2 separate regions of the Oryza sativa genome follow, and region 2 is linked to region 1. A link is a contact called in public HiCAR-type data. All regions are on one chromosome and are shown on one strand. Each heading gives the region's core, a stretch centred on a gene start, on an enhancer-like site or on the middle of the called end of the contact. The rest is flanking DNA. Distances are from core to core; before and after follow the strand shown. Region 1 holds the start of LOC4349963 (NAC domain-containing protein 71-like). Region 2 holds the start of LOC4349979 (probable NAD kinase 2, chloroplastic).

Region 1 (7,310 bases), core at 2,958-5,457:
CAAAAGTAGTGGTGTATAAAGTCATAACTACAGGTGCATTCTTGCATTTGTGCACCTTCTGTTTATAAAATTCAAGAAAACCTAGCAAAAGCTAGGATGCTGAGTCAGTGATGTTGGATGAACATATATGAAAGCCTGCAACTTACTTGGTGGAGTATGCCTAATCGATTTCTTGTCTGGTGCTTTTGATGTTTCTTGTAAGCAGAGATATTTAGCCGACTTTGTATCAAGCAATAGTAAAGCTTCTCATCAGCAAAGTAATACTATTTTACAACATGCAAACAGATTAGCAAAAACTCCTGTAACAACTCAGAAAAAAAGAAGAAACTGGTTAAAGTCTTGCTGTGAAAGACTGGAGAGCAGATCGCAAACAATACTTACGATGTAAACCCGGGTCATGGTGACTGTCAGATCAAAATCCACTCGAAGAGTCAAACTCTGATCGATGCTTTCAGACAAAATTTCCTGTACAGATTGCACTGCATGGCTAAGTATATGTATAAACAAGCAGCCAATGCCAAACGGCGAACAAAATCAATGAGCTCTGAAGATTGCAGGTGCAAGCCATGCTAAATACTCCCTCCGTTTCTAAATATTTGACGCTGTTGACTTTTCTAAACATGTTTGACTGTTCGTCTTATTAAAAAAAGTAATTATTAATTCTTTTTCTATCATTTGATTTATTGTTAAATATATTTTTATGTAGACATAGTTTTACATATTTCACAAAAGTTTTTTGAATAAGACGAACGATCAAACATGTGCTAAAAAGTCAACGGTGTCAAATATTTAGAAATAGAGGGAGTATCTGACTTCCTGAACTAGTAGTATTTCTAGGTCCAGAGTTTATATTGCTAAAGTTTTTTTCAGTTCTGTCATAGACAGCAATGCTGAACAGTAAAAGTAATATACTACACTACCGAATCAATGGGTTGTGATCAGTTGATCAGACTGCAACAATTGAATTATCTCTACAATCTACATTTGCATTTTAACATTATTGATTTGATTGGCTGTTTGCCATAGCAAGTTTCTGTCACATACATACTACCGAAAGAAGCTACTACTTACAGATAATTGTGTTATTGGCACAGAGTTATGACTTTTGACACTTGATGACACCCATAAGAAAAACAACTGTCACCACACCACTTCTTTTTCAGAAAAAATAAACACAAAGTCATGGCCGATGACGCCCTTTTTATATCAATATGGTTCAATAGTAGCATGCATGACATATCCCAACAGCTGCATAAATGGATCCAGCACCAACAGATTTAACACATAATCCCAAATTACCAGAAAGGCAAAAAGTAAGCAACAAAACTAGCTATTAATTAATAACTACCATTTGCCATGCTCGTGCAGGCAACCATCAGCATGGCCAAATCTTATCTGTTTTTTTGTAATAACACTTGCAATATATATCTTTGCCATGGCAGTATGGCACATCACACTTGCAAAGATGCAGCTCACCTTTCGTTTTCCAGCTTGTACTTGTGCCAGCCAACCCCTGTAATCTCAATGAATAATTACACCCAAGTTGGTGAGAGGGCTAGAGAGATCGAAACAGTATTATAATTACAAGTTACAGCACTGTTATTATTATTATTATTATTATTATTATTATTATTATTATTATTATTATTATTACCGATAATTGCATTACAAAATTTGGCTTTCCAGGTCACGCGAGAGACCCAACTGAAAGCGACTCTAATCACATAAATACCATGTCGCAATCACCCTTACATTACATTACCAAACGACAAAAAACCAGAAAAAAAGAGAAAAAAAAATCAAAACCTAACTAAAGTGTCAGAGACCTGTTTGGCACGAACGAACCTGAAGTGAACTGAAGTACCCGTTCTTCTACATTTTAATTTCCTCTACGAACCTAGACACGACTGACAATACCATCAGCTGCTGGCGCCCCTGAAAATTCCAAAACTTTGAACTTTGGTCTCTGAATTTCTCCTCTGTGTTTTTTTCTCCTCTCTTCTCTATTGTTTGTTCTGAATCTATCAGGAAGGCATGTCAACTAAAACCAAAAAAAAAAAAAATCGACTGGTTACATCGACTCTGGCTACCTATCATCAACGAAAATTTTACCAGTCATTTCTACCATGCTCACGGTACTCCCCATCCGGCAGAAACAAAAATCAGGGATGTGTTCTTGAATTCTCCACTATTTTTAACCTCGCTCGCCGTTACGATGCGGCCAGCGAGGATCCGCGGTGCAGAAAACCCGACACGTGGTGTCGACGAGAGGTACTGGAAGTACCAAGAATTCTCCCTGATTTTTTGCTTCGATTTTGATCTGCCGGTGGAGGCGATCATCGATCCATGGATCGATCGATCGATCGAGCACGGTTAATTTTTGGTTTTTTGGCTGTACCCTAGACTGGTAAAAGAATTACACGATCGACCTGACAGTGGTTAGTGAGCTAATTAGCGTTTGCAGAGGCGTCACGTTCCGTTAATTAGAACGGCTTCTGCAGGTACGTGAACATGTCGCCGAAGGCGGCGCCGTCGCCGGCGGCGCGGGAGAACGCCGCCGGCGAGGGCAGCTCGAAGAGGGAGCTGTCGATGACGAAGCCATCGTCGCCGACGGCGGCCCAGTCGACGCCGGGCCACCCGCCGCATCCGCCGCTGGGCTGGCTCTCGGCGTAGTCGTGGTCGCCGCCGCCGGGGAAGTCGTCCGGCGACGGCGACGGCGACAGCACGTGCTCCGACCCGCTGGAGTCGGTGTGCAGCCGCGGCATCGAGTCGCGGTCCGCCGACCCCGACCGGTCGAAGCACAGCATCTCCGACTCCGGCTCCTGGTCGTAGAACCCATAGTCGGAGAGCTCCACCTTCATCGCCGCCGCGCCGCCGCCGCCGCCGATGCGACCACCCTTCGCCGCCGCCGCCGCCGCCGCCGGCTTCACGTCCTCGCCGGCGTCCACCGTGTCGTACCTCTCGATCACTCCCTTCTTGTTGTAGATTCGGCACAACACCCAATCATCCAACTGCAAAAAAAAATTAACCAAAAAAAAAACTGAAATTATTAGCAAAGTGATCAAGATTGATGTGGAATGCATGCGAGTGGTGGTGGTAAAAAGTTTTTGGTAAATAAATTCGGTGTGATTACGTTTTCCGAGGTGACGTTAAATTCGATAAAGGTTGGGCGCGGGCTTGTCTCTATCTGCGCGTGCGTGAGCCATGACGCCATCCGAGCCTATACCTAGCGGCTACAGCCATGCTACGAAAGCGACAACTCAGGCGTGCTGCAACTTGCCAATTTGGCACACCTTTCAAATTCTTTTCTCAAATTTTAAATAAAAATCATTTTATCAAACCTCTACTGATGATTGATTTGCCCATATCTTCCTAGAGCTCTCTAGATTGAGACCACTATATGAACAAATACAGTATACGGCAATTTCTTTTCTGTTTTTTTTCCTTGTAGAATTTTAAAAAATAAAATGGGGGTAAATTCGTTGGTGAGGAGAAATGATTGAAAGCAAGAGATGATTAGATTAGGAGAAGTAAGTAATTAAAAGAAGTAAATACTAACCCTGAGGGCGTTGTGGGAGGACTTGGAGAGCTTGCGGGCGGCGGCGGAGCGGTCGACGTCGGCGAGGCGGTACTCGTGCATGATCCAGTTGGTCTTGACGCCCTTGGGCGGCTTCCCGGCGTAGAAGACGAGCGCCTTCTTGATCGCCACCGCCCGCGGCGACCCCACCGGCTTGTCCGCCCCCGTCGCCTTCCAGTACCCCGTCCCCGCCGCCCTGTTCGGCCGCTGCCCGTTCGGGTACTTCCGGTCCCGCGGCGAGAAGAAGTACCACTCCTTCTCCCCTCCCATCGCCCTCTCTGCAACAATTCCAAATCCCCAATTAATTGAATTTGAATTCGACTTCAATTTCCTCGATTCGATTCGATCTGCTTTTGCTCTTGCTTACCGGGGAGATCCCATGGGTTGAACTTGTAGAGGTCCACCTCGGCGATCACCGGGGCGGCGAGGGGGAGGCCGCCGCACTTGCGGCACAGGTAGTACATCACCAGCTCGTCGTCCGTCGGGTGGAACCTGAACCCCGGCGGCAGCTGCAGCGCACCACCGCACTCCATTCAATCTCCGATCTGAGGCCTTGAAATTAATCAAATTCTAATCACCCTTAACGAAGGCTGGATTAGTCGCTAATGGAAGCTTTCGAAAGTTTTGGAATGGAACATTACCCCGCCGTGGGGGGGCCTATATATAGAGGGCGCGAGGGGGGACACGTGTCGACTGGTTGGGGTAGGAGGCGTCGCCGTGACGCACGTGCAAGTTGCTGGGCTGGGCCGCGCGGCAGCCCGGTGAGGTGCGGTTGACCGGAGAGGAGGGGTTTGACACGTGTCGCGCATCGGGAGGGGGCAGGGGGGACGTGTGGGCGGTCGGATGTGGGGTAGGGGGGCGTGGGGTTGTATTTTGTCATGGATGACGTCAGCTGTTTTGGCGTGGGCCTGGGCCGCATCTGAGCCGTCAAAATATGTAGGGCGCGCACCTGGCAGGTGGGGCCCACGTGGCTTTGGATGTGTCATGTGGTGGGCCCGGGCCTTGGGGATGTCATGCATGCAGGTGGGACCGGGGGTTCGGGGATGTCATGTGGTGGGGCCCACTTGCTGGGTCCCGGAGTCTTGGTGGTAAATACAGGCCATGGAGATTCCGAGCCGTGGATCTGTTTGTTGTATATAGGTTTACGGCTCGCTGATCTCACTAGCATTGATTAGTTGTGATTCCGTTGATTTAATTATGGTGGTGATTTGTTTATGAATATATACTCAAAGTTTGGTCAACTTTCGTTTATGGCAAGGTGGCCAGCAGGTAGAATAATTCTTTAAAATGTCTTGACGAAACTGTGACGGAGAAATTTTCTCTACGAAAGCTAGTATTAAACATATTCCGTACTTTATTTACGGGTGATACAATACTGCTCGGAGAGAGAACGGATGATACGACCAGCATCTACTATGTTTTTTTCTCTAATTACACAGTTCGAGGTTACTTTAAAAGCTTTTTTCACATTCAAACAATTTGACGGGATTTCATTTTCCTGACAGGAGATTCGCATCTCCATGTTTCACATGGGCAGCACCATGCACAATTTTTGCAGCACCTATCGCATATTCGCAGCCATGTTTCACGGCTAGATTCATCCACGCATGCATGTGACCTTGCTGGACCACCATGCGACGCAGCCTGCGTTGACGATCGGCGGCGACTCGACCATGGCGATGTGGGCCCCGCGCGCGCTCATCACGGTGGTTGGTGGTGGCTCCTCCGGCCCGGCGACCGGCGACCCCCGCGCGCACGTGGAGACTCCTCGCGGCGCTGGAACGCCGCATCCGGCTGACGTGGCGGTGCGGGGCGGGAGGACGTCACGTCACGCCTTTGGCGCGGGGCCCCACGTGGCTGACCTGTTCCGATGCGGCGAAACGCAGCAGCAGGTAGGGTAAGGACTCGCGTGAGTGGGCCCCACGAGTTGACCCCACGTGTCGGTGACCGGTGGCTAGGCGACCGTGCGTGGCGCGAAGAAATTTGCGAGTCCTCCCTTTCTTTTTGTTTCATCTGTCGATTCTGTCTTAACAGTCACTGACAGTGGGCCATCCGGAATAGTTGACCCCACATCTCAGTGACAAAACCTCGGCCCAACTGGAGTAACCAGAGGTTCAGATGCGGCGACCTGCGGCTGCTCGAGATTCCGACCCTGCTCTTCACCCATTTGCTACGCGCTTTTACACAGACTTCGTGGGTCAATCTTTTGGGACCCCACATGTCAGCCTCACACAGGGTAGCACTTCCCGTGGAAATAGTCGCGGGTTTAGTTTAAGTCTCCTCCCTTTGGTGAGACCGACGCGGCGCGCATGAGCCGCACGATGGGTCACGGATGATGGCAATTTCCTGACGGCGACGGCCACTCGCACATTTTTTTTTCCGGCAGATTTAATTATTCGGTGCCCATATATGTTTATGCTATGTCACTGTCACTACTCTCCTTATAGTTTTGTACTACCAAAGCTAGCACGTATTAGCACTAAGCTGTCATGCTGGCCTCTAGGGATGTTTGTTTAGCCATGAGAGAGAGACGACGGGGTCGATGGCTGCGCCCCTTGGCTCGTGACAATAGATTTTAATTCCTATGCGGTTTCGAAGAGCCACCGTTCTCGGTATATTCATTTTCTTTCGTCCCGTTTTGTCAAACTAGGGTCGTAATCTCTGGGTTATTTAAATGGTCCTATCGATGTAATCACTTTAATTATGATGTGATGTCTGGGCTATTTTTTTTTCTATTTCTCTGGCCGGTTGACGCTGCGGTTTTGCGTGTGGTTTTGGTCTATTGCGCATTATTGTCGATTGGGTTATGTGGTTGACAAAAATATGGAGAATTTTTTTTTGCCGCATACCCGTACCGCTGTTTTGGAATCTTTGAATTCTGCGTAGATGGAAATAGGGGATCTTGAATTATCTATGTTGGTTTGATGATGTTATTGTTTCTTCCAAAAGTGAGCAATTATAAATTATTTGTTTTGTCTTGCCACCGTGGTTAAGTTATACAAGATGGTATGTGTTATTTATTATTCTCTCTTTGGAGGGTATTTTTTGTGATACAGATATTTTGTTCTTGATTAGAAGGCATATAGCTAGCTCTCACTACAAATATCGTAGAATAATTTTTATGTCTTGGAAAAAAAATCAACCTATGTGTTTGAGTCTGGCAAAACATGTATCCAAATTCGTAAGTAGAAGTTTCGTTTTTCACAGAGTGAGTAATTAAGTTACTAGTATTACAATTGGCATGAGAGATCATTGGGTGCTCTGCACAGGAACCATATATACATAGCACATGGATTTTACAATAACACAATCAAAACTGTTGTACTATCTAGCTACTACTACTGACATCTCAAAATAGTTTATACCATGTAGAAATATTTATACATCCTCACTTAACCAATCAAATTGGGTACTAAACGGTGTACGTTGATTCCAAAGGTTTTACCACGAAATTCATTGGAAAAGGAATATACTATTTCCAATTCGTCCAATAATCTTGCTGGTACACCTGGTTGATTCCGTCAATAATAATCTAATCACTTGTCTTAAACACTACTACTGTTTTGATTTTATGCAAATGGGAAGAGCGTTGGAGATTCCACGGTGGGATCTAGAGATGTTTGCATCATCCATGACATCTACTTATATGTGATGCATGCACTAATTAACTAAGATCAATTAATTAACACTAATCCTACTTGAGAATTTAATAAAAGGAAGTTGCAAGTTGCAT
Region 2 (6,602 bases), core at 1,643-4,142, 320 kb after region 1:
TAATAGCTTTTGCAATCCTGTATACACCGATCTATTCAATCACAGATATCTGCTTGCTAATGCTTGCAATGTTAACATGCAAATTTGAACAGATCAGCATGTTTCTCTTTCCTAATCCTTATCTCACATAAAACAACATATGCAGTTACTATCAGAACTCAGCAGAAATTTTATAGTTGCATTGTATTTACTCACTTGCATCTCAATGTGTTTCCCTCGCTGCCATCTTTTTCATTCAGGCCACAGAAGCTACACAGCACCCCTGACACGAAAGTTCAAAGTGGGAACTCAGCCACCACCTCTGCTGCCCCTCCTGCCGCAGCCACTGCCTATTATCCTTTCAGTGAAACTCAGACTGAGTCTCAGGTTTGCAGTCTATTGTGCTTCCTATTTGGCAAGTTTATACCACCAGTGCCCAACTCATGCAAAGCACCGGTCTATTGCGCAGGTCGTTGGCTATGAAGAAGATTTGACTGGCAGGCAAAAGATTATCGACAGAGTTCGTTCTCAGAGCATTAATGTCACCCCGGCAGCTGAAATGTCTTCCGATACTTAGGAGACGATCAGATCTGTCCATAAATTGCAGTGGAAGAACAATAGTATCATGAAATCTACCTGTCCAGCCTTGTTGGTATTTTTCAGCAAGACAGCAAGAGTGCAAGACAGATGGAATATAATCTGGAGGCTATTCCAAGGCAGAGAACATGTGCGAATGGTCACCAAGTTCAGAAGATTCTCATGGAATGTCACTGAGCAAAGTGCCTGTACCTCAACTTTGGCATCCAGTAAATCTAACCCAGCTGTATATTACCAAGAACGTTTCTTGATTATTAGATCCGAGGGTAGCAAAGCTAATGGAGACGCTCTTTTTTTTTTTGGTTGAGTACAGTGGCTCTGGAGCGTGTAGCATGTCAAAAAGGCTGTACACTCTAGTATTTAGCAGCTCAGTTGGTGACTTGGTGTTATGGTTGGCTTATGAAAGCACCAGAGGCCAAATTTTGTTCATCTCTCGTATGATGTACAGGGGCAGATCTGAAAGACGGAGAAGCAGGTTAGAGTCCAGAACTGAAGGGCCAAACTTTGTCCTGTTTCGAATTACAATTTGGCTGTTTTGCACAATTCAACGGAAAATTTAACACAGGCAAGTAATCTGTCTGTAAGTAACACAACGTTGCGTGATCTATTCTGGTCGACCACACGAGCTACTGACTTGCAGTTGCAAGTTACGAGTAGCCTCCTTTGGAAATTAGAATGCGGGATATTTCCTAATTACTACTTAATCAAATTGGGGATAAGAATGTGGGATATTTCTTAATTACTTTTATTCAAATTGGCATGTGTTTCTTGAATTTGAACAGCGAAGCCATTTGGAGATGGTTTGCATGAGAAGACTTCTGTGATGATGACTTATGCCGCCGTCCTATCATGCTTTGAGACGTGACATGCCGTCGGATGAGAGTGGCATGCCTCCAGCCCTCTGCCCTACATGCAACATTGTACTCCCTCCGTCCTAAAATAAGTACAGTTTTGTACTATTTACGTTCAAGGTTTGACCATTCGTCTTATTTGAAAAATAAAATTAGTATTTTTATTGCTATTAGATGATAAAACATGAATAGTACTTGATATGTGACTAAATATTTTTAAATTTTTCACAAATTTTACAAATAAGACGGACGGTCAAACGTTGGGCACGGATATCCACGGCTGCACTTATTTTGGGACGGAGGTAGTAGTTGTCTTGTCTTTTCGCTTATGCTTATCAGCTAAAATTTAAATATTCAACCTTAAATTTATTTGGAGTTGATTTTAGGGTTTTTTTTCATTGAAATTTATTTTTCAGCCTTTGCTTTTAGATCACTAAGAAGTAAGAACACGTATATAAAAGTTTTATTCAATAATTATTTTTCGTTTGTAAATATGCTGCTCGAATAAGCGAAACAATGGGGCCGGTTTCATCCTACTTCTCACGATTCACAGGTTAGGACTATTTAGTGGAAAACTTTTATGAATTCCTATAAGGAGTTCCCTTGTGTAATGAAATACTCCCTTCATAAAAAAAAAAGGTCCAATTCTAAGCAATAAACCTTATAGGCAGTGAGTTTATCTAAATACAAACAACAAGGCACTATAACTTTGGACATAACACGAGTGATTCCTAACTTCTTCATCCCCAAAATCCTCGACAACACAAATCATTTTCACCCCAAAGTTCCTAACAAAGGATAAAGCCATTTATTTCTTTCCTTTTTTTCACATCAATTTAACTGAACTACAACAGTCTAGAAACTCAACCACATATTGTGGGTCCATGATAATCCCCAACTTGAACCTCATCCATTTAACAAACCTCCAAAAATGTCAACCTCAAAAGAGAAAAAGAAAAGCCTACAAAATTTTTCCTCCTTACGGACTTCTTCCAAGTTTTATTGTGTACTACATCTTTTATTATTTCTTTCAAATTTCATTGTTTTTTTTGTGCTTGTGTTGTGTGTTCTTCCATCTGGCAATGGCATCTGCAGCAGCATGACCCACCGACTACTATAATACTCCCTCCGTCCCACAATATAAGGGATTTTCAGTTTTTGCTTGCAACGTTTGACCACTCGTCTTATTCAAATTTTTTTTCAAATATAAAAAACGAAAAATTGTGCTTAAAGTACTGTATATAATAATAAAGTAAGTCACAAATAAAATAATTAATAATTTCAAAAAAATTTGAATAAGACGAGTGGACAAACGTTACAAGTAAAAACTCAAAATCCCTTATATTATGGGATCGGAGGGAGTAGATTATACTAGTATAATAAAAATAGTATTACCTTTCTTACTCCCTCAAAAAAGCCACGGTTTTTTAAGTTTTTTACACACGCACCGCCGAATACTTGTGTGGATGCCATCGGAGAGCGCGCCGAGAACACAACCTCCGCGACAGCGACGCGCTCCCTCCGCCGCCGCCGCCGCCGCCGCTGCCACGCGAAAGGCTCCGTCCTCGTCCTCGCCGGCTCCGCGGGACCCTGCTTGATGCTCGCCGTCTGCGCGCGGCACGGGCCCGCGAAGCTTCCGCCGCCGCCGCCGCCGCTCGCCGGGGAGCGGGCGGCCGCATGGGTCGTCGGGAGGTGGTGGTGGAGGCCGGCGGCGGCGGGGCGGCGCGGCGTCGTCGCCGCGCGGGCGTCGTTCTTCAGCTCGCGGATCGGGCTCGACTCCCAGGTTCGTCGGTTCGATCGCCCGCCGCTCGTGAGCATTTCGTCGAATATCTGCGGGGCGGTCCTTGCCGCGCTGCTTTCTGGGGGTCGTTGCAGCGTAGTAGTTCTTGATTTTTAGTTATCAATTTCCGTTGCTTTCTTGTACATATGGCTGATGAGTGATGACCTGTGCTTTTGTTCACCTTGAGATCATCTGGTACTCTGGCTTGGGGTGCATTTAGTACAACAGTTTGATAGTACTCTACAAATGAGCTTGAATTTTTGTTTCTCGATTGTTTGTACCGATAGCTGCATATGAAGTTTGATTTCTAGTTCATTAGGTTTGAAGTGAAATGATTATGTGTTGATTGATCAAGTGATTTCTTGTAGAATTATCACACAAGGGACCTGTCCCAACTGTTGTGGGTGGGTCCGGTGCCCGGCGACATTGCAGAGATTGAGGCATACTGCCGCATATTCCGTGCAGCTGAGCAGCTCCACACTGCGGTCATGTCTGCACTCTGTGATCCAGAGACAGGGGAGTGCCCTGTCCGCTATGATGTGCAAACCGAGGACCTGCCAGTACTGGAGGACAAGGTCGCTGCCGTGCTCGGATGCATGCTGGCATTGCTGAACCGGGGCCGGAAAGAGGTGCTCTCAGGTCGATCAGGTGTTGCGAGTGCATTTCAGGGATCTGAGGACAGCACAATGGATAAGATTCCACCTCTCGCCTTGTTCCGTGGGGATTTGAAGCGATGCTGTGAGAGTATGCAGGTTGCACTTGCCAGCTACCTTGTGCCAAGTGAGGCCCGAGGGTTGGATATATGGAGGAAGCTGCAGAGGCTGAAGAATGCCTGCTATGATGCAGGTTTTCCAAGGGCTGATGGTCATCCTTGTCCAACTTTATTTGCGAATTGGTTTCCGGTGTACTTTTCAACTGTGCCAGATGATTCATTATCAGATGAGTTAGAGGTTGCATTCTGGAGGGGAGGGCAAGTCAGTGAGGAGGGACTGGAATGGTTATTGTTGAAGGGATTCAAAACTATTGTTGATCTACGGGAGGAAGATGTTAAAGATGATTTGTACCTTTCAGCAATTCATGAAGCTGTCTCATTGGGAAAGATAGAGGTGGTGAATTTGCCTGTTGAGATTGGGACTGCGCCCTCTGCTGAACAGGTTCAGCGATTCGCGGAAATTGTGTCTGATAGTGCGAAGAAACCCATTTATCTTCATAGCCAGGAAGGGATTAGTAGGACATCTGCGATGGTTTCGAGATGGAAGCAGTACGTCACTCGTGCTGAGAGACTGGCTACTCAGAACCGTTCATTAAATGGGAATGGTAAGCATGTGAGGAATGATCAAACAGAACAGCTCACAAACAGCCCAGGTTTCTCCTCAGAAGGTAGCGAAAACGGTACACCTCTGGAATCCGATAGAACCATGGAGGGGGAAACATGTGACATAGACATTGAAACAGCACGTCATAATCTGGAAATCACTAATTCCCTTCCCAGTGAACAAAGTACTGAACAAGGTGAACTGCATGGCACCAGGACAGAACTTCAGTCAAACTTTAGACTAGAGAGTAATCCTCTTAAGGCACAATTTCCTTCTTGTGATGTTTTCTCCAAAAAGGGGATGACTGACTTTTTTAGAAGCAAAAAGGTATATCCAAAATCTGTTTTAAACCCTCGGAGACGGTCGAATAGCTTGTTGGTCTCAAGGAGAAAACAAAGTCTCAGTGCTGAACAAAATGGAGCCATTGACTATGAAGCAGCCGAATTTAAAGTTCTAAAAAGTTCGAATGGAGCATCGTTCGATAATGATTATATTCTATCAGTTGCTTCAGGTATTACTAATGGAAAACCATCCAACAATGGAGCCTCCACATCTGTTGAGGACAGGGAAATGGAAACCTCAGTTGTAACAGTTGATCCTAGGACATCTGATACCAGCAATTCTAATGGCAATGCTCCACTTGGATCACAAAAATCTGCTGAAAGGAACGGTTCTCTTTATGTGGAGAGAGAAAAATCAGATCATGTTGATGGAAATATGTGTGCATCTGCAACTGGTGTTGTTAGACTTCAGTCAAGAAGAAAAGCAGAGATGTTTCTAGTACGCACTGATGGATTTTCCTGTACAAGAGAAAAAGTAACTGAATCATCTCTGGCTTTTACGCATCCTAGCACCCAGCAGCAGATGCTTATGTGGAAATCTCCTCCAAAGACTGTCCTACTATTGAAGAAATTAGGTGATGAGCTCATGGAAGAAGCTAAAGAGGTGTGTACATAATATTTCCCTGCTTATGGATGTATCTTTAACACTTCTAATCACATATACAGCATACATCTTGTGTCAGGTAGCAAAATATAGTTGAATCATCTGAAAGGAAACATTACATTTCCTGCTTATGGATGATATACATCCATATCATTGGCTTGTACGATGCATATAGTGTTAGAGAATATATTTTTTTTTGAAAGTTGTATGCTTCATGGTCAGAAGTCACTTACTTTTTTGTATTGGTACTGAGCAGTCAGCATTTCATTGGTTTATAGTAAGATGCTGGACTGCAACAATTAATTGAAAGCTCTTTAGGGTTATATCAGGAATATTTTGATCGATCAACTGTTCTGATTCAAGTTCTTGCGTCAAAATTCAAATGAGCTGTATGAATCAATATGGACATGTCTGGCTGGTTATTGAATTGATTGGATAAAATAGCCCTTTTTCATGTGCGGTGGATTTAACTGGTAGAACTCATTTCATGGTATGGATATTTTGTGTGACTTCACAGTGTTGTGGATGAAGTAACTCTTAAGGATTTAACGTGTATAGCTCATGCAGTGTATGTTTTTCTTTGGCAACATATCTTTGTGAGTGTCAAAGATGGTCATGATTTAGTTCTCTTCTAAAAACTGATTACTACTGGCCACTTAGGCTATATGTTTCATGTATTTCCACATAATTCCCATCTCTTTTTGGAAACAAGCATAGCTTTTGATCTTCTGTAAACCTTCCAATCATTTTTTTTCAGGTTGCTTCATTTCTGCATCATCAAGAAAAGATGAATGTTCTAGTGGAGCCTGATGTTCATGATATATTTGCTAGGATTCCTGGTTATGGTTTTGTGCAGACCTTCTATACTCAGGATACCAGGTACATCTTACATATATTTCAGTTTCTGATCCATAAGTTACATTAGTTTCCATATTGATATTTACTAACATTGCGTCTTGCTAAAAATCAGCGACCTTCATGAGAGAGTTGATTTCGTTGCTTGCCTGGGTGGAGATGGCGTCATTCTGCATGCGTCAAATTTATTTAGAACTTCTGTACCACCTGTTGTCTCTTTCAATCTTGGATCTCTTGGATTTCTGACTTCACACAATGTATGATTTAACCTCCTTTCAG

What was found. HiCAR-type assays count read pairs that join an accessible place to other places.
Region 2: a contact with region 1 is called in a HiCAR-type map of leaf, with 2.5 times the contacts expected there. The contact joins the promoter of LOC4349979 here to the promoter of LOC4349963 in region 1. A contact is called at or near these places in 1 of 15 Hi-C or Micro-C datasets (seedling) and 1 of 4 datasets of contacts at active chromatin or transcription factors (leaf).

Annotation. Positions count from the first base shown.
Region 1 is chr11:4,352,291-4,359,600 of ASM3414082v1, forward strand. LOC4349963 (NAC domain-containing protein 71-like) reads right to left here and starts at 4,208. Exons shown (of 3, transcript NM_001423173.1): 1 at 3,945-4,208; 2 at 3,560-3,855; 3 at 1,579-3,011. The coding sequence starts at 4,110. The coding sequence ends at 2,484. It overlaps LOC4349962 (aspartic proteinase Asp1-like), which reads left to right. Exons shown (of 11, transcript NM_001404450.1): 11 at 1-106.
Region 2 is chr11:4,677,288-4,683,889 of ASM3414082v1, forward strand. LOC4349979 (probable NAD kinase 2, chloroplastic) reads left to right here and starts at 2,893. Exons shown (of 8, transcript NM_001423177.1): 1 at 2,893-3,210; 2 at 3,576-5,468; 3 at 6,226-6,347; 4 at 6,439-6,580. The coding sequence starts at 3,025. LOC4349978 reads left to right here. Exons shown (of 18, transcript XM_015761495.3): 17 at 240-366; 18 at 449-1,169. The coding sequence ends at 556.